Regions from separate parts of the Pan troglodytes genome. Here region 1 is linked to region 2. A link is a contact called in public Hi-C data. All regions are on one chromosome and are shown on one strand. Each heading gives the region's core, a stretch centred on a gene start, on an enhancer-like site or on the middle of the called end of the contact. The rest is flanking DNA. Distances are from core to core; before and after follow the strand shown.

Region 1 (2,760 bases), core at 133-2,632, 140 kb before region 2:
TTCCCGCCGGCCTCACCTGACATAGTCCCGCTTGCAGTAGGTCTTCCCGTCTCTCACGAAGCACGTGCACGTCTCGTCCAGGTACTGGCTGCACTCGGCACACTTGAGGCAGGCCGCGTGCCACTCGAGGTCGGGCGACACCCGCAGGATAAACTGGTCGTGGATCTGACTCCCGCAGCCCACGCACATGGCCGTCCCGGGCTTCTCTGCCGGGAAAGGGCGCGGGGCCGCGTCAGGCCTGACTGCCTGGACCCAGGCCGGCCTCGGCCACTCCAGCCCCAACCCAACCCGCTCGCTCTCTTGCTCTTTCTTTCAAGACTTGCGACCATAAGGAAAGATGATGAGCTCTCTAAAGGTCCAGAGCATTGGAAACGAAAAACCAGTATCTTGTGGATTGCTGAAGGTTTCTTCTGTCCCCCACCCCAAATATTTCGTTATTACATTCATTAATCACAGTCGTTTTGTCGACGTGTCTTGAAACTAAACGCAAACACGAAACTAAGAAGAGAGTAAATACACAGGCACTGCGGACGCCTGGATATCAACACCTAACGGTGCTGTCCTGGCATTTCCGCTCACACACTCCCACTCACAGCGGCTGCCTCCTATCCCAACACAGACACATCGTCTTTCGGCAGTCCCCGCTCATCCTCTCAGACATTTCTTAGTTTAAATATCCCAGAGCAAGCGAAAGAAAGCTTCCTAGCTTTGAAAAACCGAAAGGCAAACAAACAACAACCAAAAACAAAAAACAAAAAAAAAACCCCACATCCCTAAATCAAACCTAATTGCCTTTGCGCAAAACAGAAGCAGATTTCGCAGCCCGAAGTCATCCTAGCCGGCTTGAGAAATAGTGTTTACTTATAAAATAAAACAACAGGATTCCCAAAGATAAGCAGTCCTGCAGGAGACATGCATTCGTTTTTCCTCTCCTAAACTATTCTGACAAATAGAAGCCACTTGTAGAATCCACTAAACATTTTTCTGCATTAGAAATTTTGCATATTAAGCATACACACACACCCCACCCCACACACACACACAGAAATACTTACTCTTGGAATGATCACCCATAGCACCCAGAAAAGGATAATGAAAAATAATATCCACCATGCAGAAAAAGAGATGTGCGCAAAGTGTGCGGCCAGGGGCAGAAGGACGAGGGTCGCGCGCCCGGCCTCGGCTCTTTGCTAACTAACTCCTACTGCCCCGCGGAGTTGAAGGAGCGATTCCGCACCGGCCCGCACGCAGCATGACGTCAACACGCACTAGCCCCGGGCCGGAGCTGGGGGCGGGACCTGTGGCGTCACGAAGCTTCCCCAGAACTGCCGGGGATGCGGGGGAGGTGATGGGGATCCAGAGGCTGATGGGCGGCGTGGGTTGGGTTGGAGGCTGGGGGTGAAGGGAGATTGGCTGGGAGGAAGTGGGCCAACCCTGATTGGCCCGGAGTGAACAATGGAGTGCAGCCCCCCCACCTCCGAAACCTACAAGGATCCTCTCTCATGCCCCGGGCCTGGCAATCTGGACTGGACCTTGCGTCACCGCCGAGCTGGCTCCGCGGCCGTTACAACTCTGAGCTTCCTCTTGGACTTTCGGGGCGGTTTTCCCAGGCGCGCTGGAGTGGGTGATGGATACCTGAGGGTGGAGATGGCTCTCCTTTAAGAGCTCCCTTCTTATATAAATTAAAAAAAAAAAATTAAACCCACTCTCAGGACGAGAGAGCCAAGGACAAGGGGGATCCGTTTGGACGTGACCGTCATCGTCCAGCTGGTCACCTTTCTCCTCTCATGTGCCTTTGTTCTTCGGGTCCAAGCTAGAGAGAGGGTAGAGAATGACCACCTGGGTTCTGATAAACTCTATTTAGACTTTCCTATCCACACACACTGTAGAAAACTTCAGATTGGGGCATTAAGTGGGTTGAGCCAGAACCCAGATCCAAAAGCGCTCACCCGGGACTGGGACGGGTCCTGACTCCATCCTTGCTGCTGCTGCCGCTGCTGCTGCCCCTCCTCCCTCTCCTCCACCACCATCTCCTCCTCCTGCTCCACTTCCTTTTTTTGTTGTTTTGTTTTGCTTTTAATTTGTTGCTGTTGTTGTTTTGAATGTAACATGGACTTCCCCGCCCCCTCATTTTTCCCCAATCCAAATGGCATAGCTCCTTTTAGGAACACTGCTGGGGTCGATTGCGTGTCCAACTTCCAAAATAAAAGATTTTTCTAAACTCTTGTCCTTCATTCACAAACCCACTGCAATGCAAATAATCAGAAACGAACGTAAGGCGCTGGGTAATTTACAGTGGTATCTGCGAGGCGGCGGCTCGTTGGTCCTGAGAAAATCTGAGAGCTCTGAGCAGAGTCCAGGCATTCTTTCAAAGAACTCGCTGTGGGTTTTGTTTGAAAGGGTTCAAAGACCGGCCCATGAATTATAAATAACATTTATCCAACCATGGTGTCTGTTCTTGTTTTCCCATTAAAAGGAGTACCAAGAACTTGGTGTGCGCCTGGGTGGGGCGCGAGGTGAAACGCCTGCGGATAAAGTGTCTCCACCACCATTCCAGACCCTGCCCAGACCTTCGGGCTTGTGGGCCTGAGGGCGCGGTCGCTACTGCCGTTCTACTAAGAGCATGAGGTTGGTTGGCCTCGAAACGGATGCAGCCAAGGGCGCAGGCCGAAGCTTTGCAGAAGGCTAGGGCGAGGCCCCGAGTGCACGCTAACATTATTCGACCATGGTCCACGGTGAACGTTCCTCACCGGCCCCGCG
Region 2 (2,992 bases), core at 389-2,888:
TCAGAACAAAACAGACCCAGGGCCAACCCGGCTCTGCAGGGCACATGCTGTGTGGCCTTAGGTAGATCCCTTAGCCACTCTGAGCTTCAGCTTCTTCATCCATAAAATGGGGATAGCAAATGCCTACTCTGCTGGTGAACTGGAAAGAGTCCCTGAGATCATGAATGTTTAGCCCGGGGCCATCCCTTGCCTCCCTGAACCCCTGGCTCCAAAGTCTCAGTGCTTTCTGTGGCAGCTGCTCTCTGCTGCCTGGCGCATTTCTTCCCAGGGTGTGAGCACTTTGCAAACCCAACCTGACTAATCCTCCTAAAGCCCGTCAAGTGCAGTGGTGCCAATGCTCATTATGTGGGTTTTACCCCTTGGGTGGAGCCCCCGACCTGCCCAGCGAGGAGGCAGAGGTGGAGAGAAAGGGTGGTGAGTCAGCTGGGCCAGGCTTCCTGGAGGTGGTGGGGACTGGCCAGGCTGCATGGACTGTGGTGTGGCAGAGGGGCATGGGGCACCAACCACATGCCCTGTGCAGACCCAGGCCCCAAAGCCCAGGGCAAGGCTCTGATTCCTGGTTTGGGCTCCTGCTCCTAAACTCCAACTTGCTCTTCCATGGCTTGGCAGCCCTCACCAAGGGAGGGCACTAATATTCACTGAGCGCCTACTGTATACAAGGGATGAGAGCTGTGCATATGACTAAATGTTCAATCCTTCTCAGTGAAGAACTTCTACACCTGTTTCATTTTGAAAACACTAAGACTGAGACAGGACCAGCTACATAATTTCTAGGTCCCTTGTTTAAAAGGTATTAAGAATTTCAAGAGGGTAACAGCAGAGCAGTGAACCAAAGTTAGGGCCCTGTGTGACCACACAGGTCATGCATCCATGAAGCCAGCCCTGATCACAGAAGTAACTTGCTCAAAGCCCAGTTGAAATTCAAACCCAGACCTCAGTTCTAAACCCATGTCCCTCCGGTTGCTTCAAATGCTACTTTGCCTGAGGCTCTTTCAGATCTAGTCCTACAGCCCTGGGGTTCCTGGGGTCCCCAGTGTCGCGGTCAGGCCCACACATTTAGAGGCCAGTGGAAAGCCTTGCCTTCATGATCAGCCAGGCCCGCTCCTCTCCAAGGACAAGCACTGGTGCCAGCTCAGCTCCCTCCCCTGGGGCTGCCCGGCAGAGGCAGGCACAGAGCAGGCTGGCCACATGCACCCCTGCGGCAGTGTCTCTGGATACTGCAGCAGCGTGGGGGACGCGAAGGTTCCCTGTGATATATGGTGAAATCCGTGGCACTCCCACCAGGGGCTGTAATTCATAAGTTATGGGCGAGCTTCAAGACTAATAAATTTGGGAGAGAAGTATTAATGACTACACAGGGGCACTGTGAACTTGGCAGGCCCCAAAGCCTGGAACTCTGCAGCCTAGGTTTTAAAAATGATTTGTGCTACAGCAAGTCTAAACAGAAGCTGCTTGGCGTTGTCTGACTGTGACCTGCTGGCAACTGTTGAGACTGTGGAGCTGCTTCCTCCTCATGGCTGGGGCTGGCACCCCGCCCTCCTGGGCTGCCCTCCCCCACCCTGCAAAACACACGGCCCTCCCGAGGCTCTGTGACTCACAGCTCATGTCTGTAGGTTAATCCCTGGATTGTCTGTGTCCTGTGCATGAGGTGGGCCTCAGAGCCTCGCTGGCCTGAAGGTCACAGTTAGCAACAAGCACTGCCCTTACTTCATCTCCAGAGTAGCCTACAGTGCTCTCAGCTTGTCCAGCCATAATTTCTAATGTCATGAAAATCCCTCCCTGGACACAGTTCCTGGTCAAGGAGAGATCAGCTGGGGGATGCCCTGTGTCCCTGGACCATGCGAGGCTGTGAATCATGCGTGTTCCTCGCCAGCCCTGTGTTCTGCCCTTTGCCTTGGAGGCATTGGCTTTGCTGTTGATGCTCTGGGGCTGGCTGTGAAACAATGTGCCTAGGCTGGGGCAGGCAGTATCCACAGAGCCGGGAGGTACCCAGGAGACACCCCAGAAGAAGCAGGGAAGAGTGGGCAGGGGGATCCCAGGGCTGGACAGAGAAGCATCTGCACCTGCTCCCAGGGTGTGTGTCTGGCACCTCTATGGGAGGCCTGGGCCTGCCCTATCCAGATATCCCCTACCTTAGTTTCCAGGAGGGTTAGCAGGGACACTGCAGACCCCGTGACATCCTGCTGGTGACACATAGCCTATCAGTTTCCCCCAAGTGGCCTTCGACTCTGACCTGCTTTCTCCCTTCTGCCCCTGCCTCCTCCTCCTCCTCCTGGAAGTTGCCCACTATGGGGGCTGCAGAGAGAGGAGGAGCAGGAGGGCCAGGCAGGACTGAAAGCTTCAGAGCACTCCTAGAATGTGCACGAGTATTTTAAAGGCTTGGTTTCTTTGTGGAACCTCCAAGCCCAGATCTTGGCTCCCCTGTGGGCTCAAATGTGGCATCTGGCATTCAGGGTCTTATAGGTCATTGGCTGAGGGACAACAAGGGCTGTGCTGTTAGCTCTAAAGCCAATGACCCTGATGAGAGAGACAGAGGAGGTGCTGCGGAGAGCGGCTGTACCGGGAGTGCTTAGACCTGCAGAAAGAACAACACGGGGCAGGCCCAAGCCCCAGGTGAGTTGAGGTGCAGCCTCAAGATGGGCTGTGGGCAGAGCCAGGAGGCTGTCACAGAGGAAGATCCTGAAATGGGCTGAGATGGTAAATCCGCTCCTTTCATCCTTAGGAAGCCAGGCGAAGTGGGCAAAAGTTGCTCCCACCTTCCAGAAGAACTTTCAAAAAGAATAAGAAGGTGGATTCCACAAGCACAAGCCTAGGGGCTGAAAGCCAAGAGTGGGGTTTATGGGGTGGACTACTGCTGACTGGCCTCAGCTCCCAGAGAAGACGCAGGGCTCCACACCAGAACAAGTGATGTCAGACAGCCTTATTTTGTTCTTTGATCAGTTACCGGCTTGAAGATTACATTCAATGCAACAAACTCTATGGAGACCTGACT

The links. A called contact is a pair of places that touch in the nucleus more often than the background predicts.
Region 1: a contact with region 2 is called in a Hi-C map of stem cell-derived neural progenitor cells, with 3 times the contacts expected there. The contact joins the promoter of ISL2 here to the enhancer-like site in region 2. A contact is called at or near these places in 2 of 7 Hi-C or Micro-C datasets (induced pluripotent stem cells and stem cell-derived neural progenitor cells) and 1 of 1 datasets of contacts at active chromatin or transcription factors (stem cell-derived excitatory neurons).

The regions. Positions count from the first base shown.
Region 1 is chr16:68,270,270-68,273,029 of NHGRI_mPanTro3-v2.0_pri, reverse strand. ISL2 (ISL LIM homeobox 2) reads right to left here and starts at 1,382. Exons shown (of 6, transcript XM_063795302.1): 1 at 1,056-1,382; 2 at 17-206. The coding sequence starts at 1,113.
Region 2 is chr16:68,126,892-68,129,883 of NHGRI_mPanTro3-v2.0_pri, reverse strand. The region is part of intron 9 of TMEM266 (transmembrane protein 266); the gene reads right to left. Among named protein-coding and RNA genes, the nearest start is that of ETFA, 120 kb to the left of the region's middle. Within about 2 kb of position 1,638, at least 4 of the 24 cell types and tissues checked have an H3K27ac peak or open chromatin away from gene starts, as enhancers often do. A contact at or near this core is called in stem cell-derived neural progenitor cells, where this site is marked.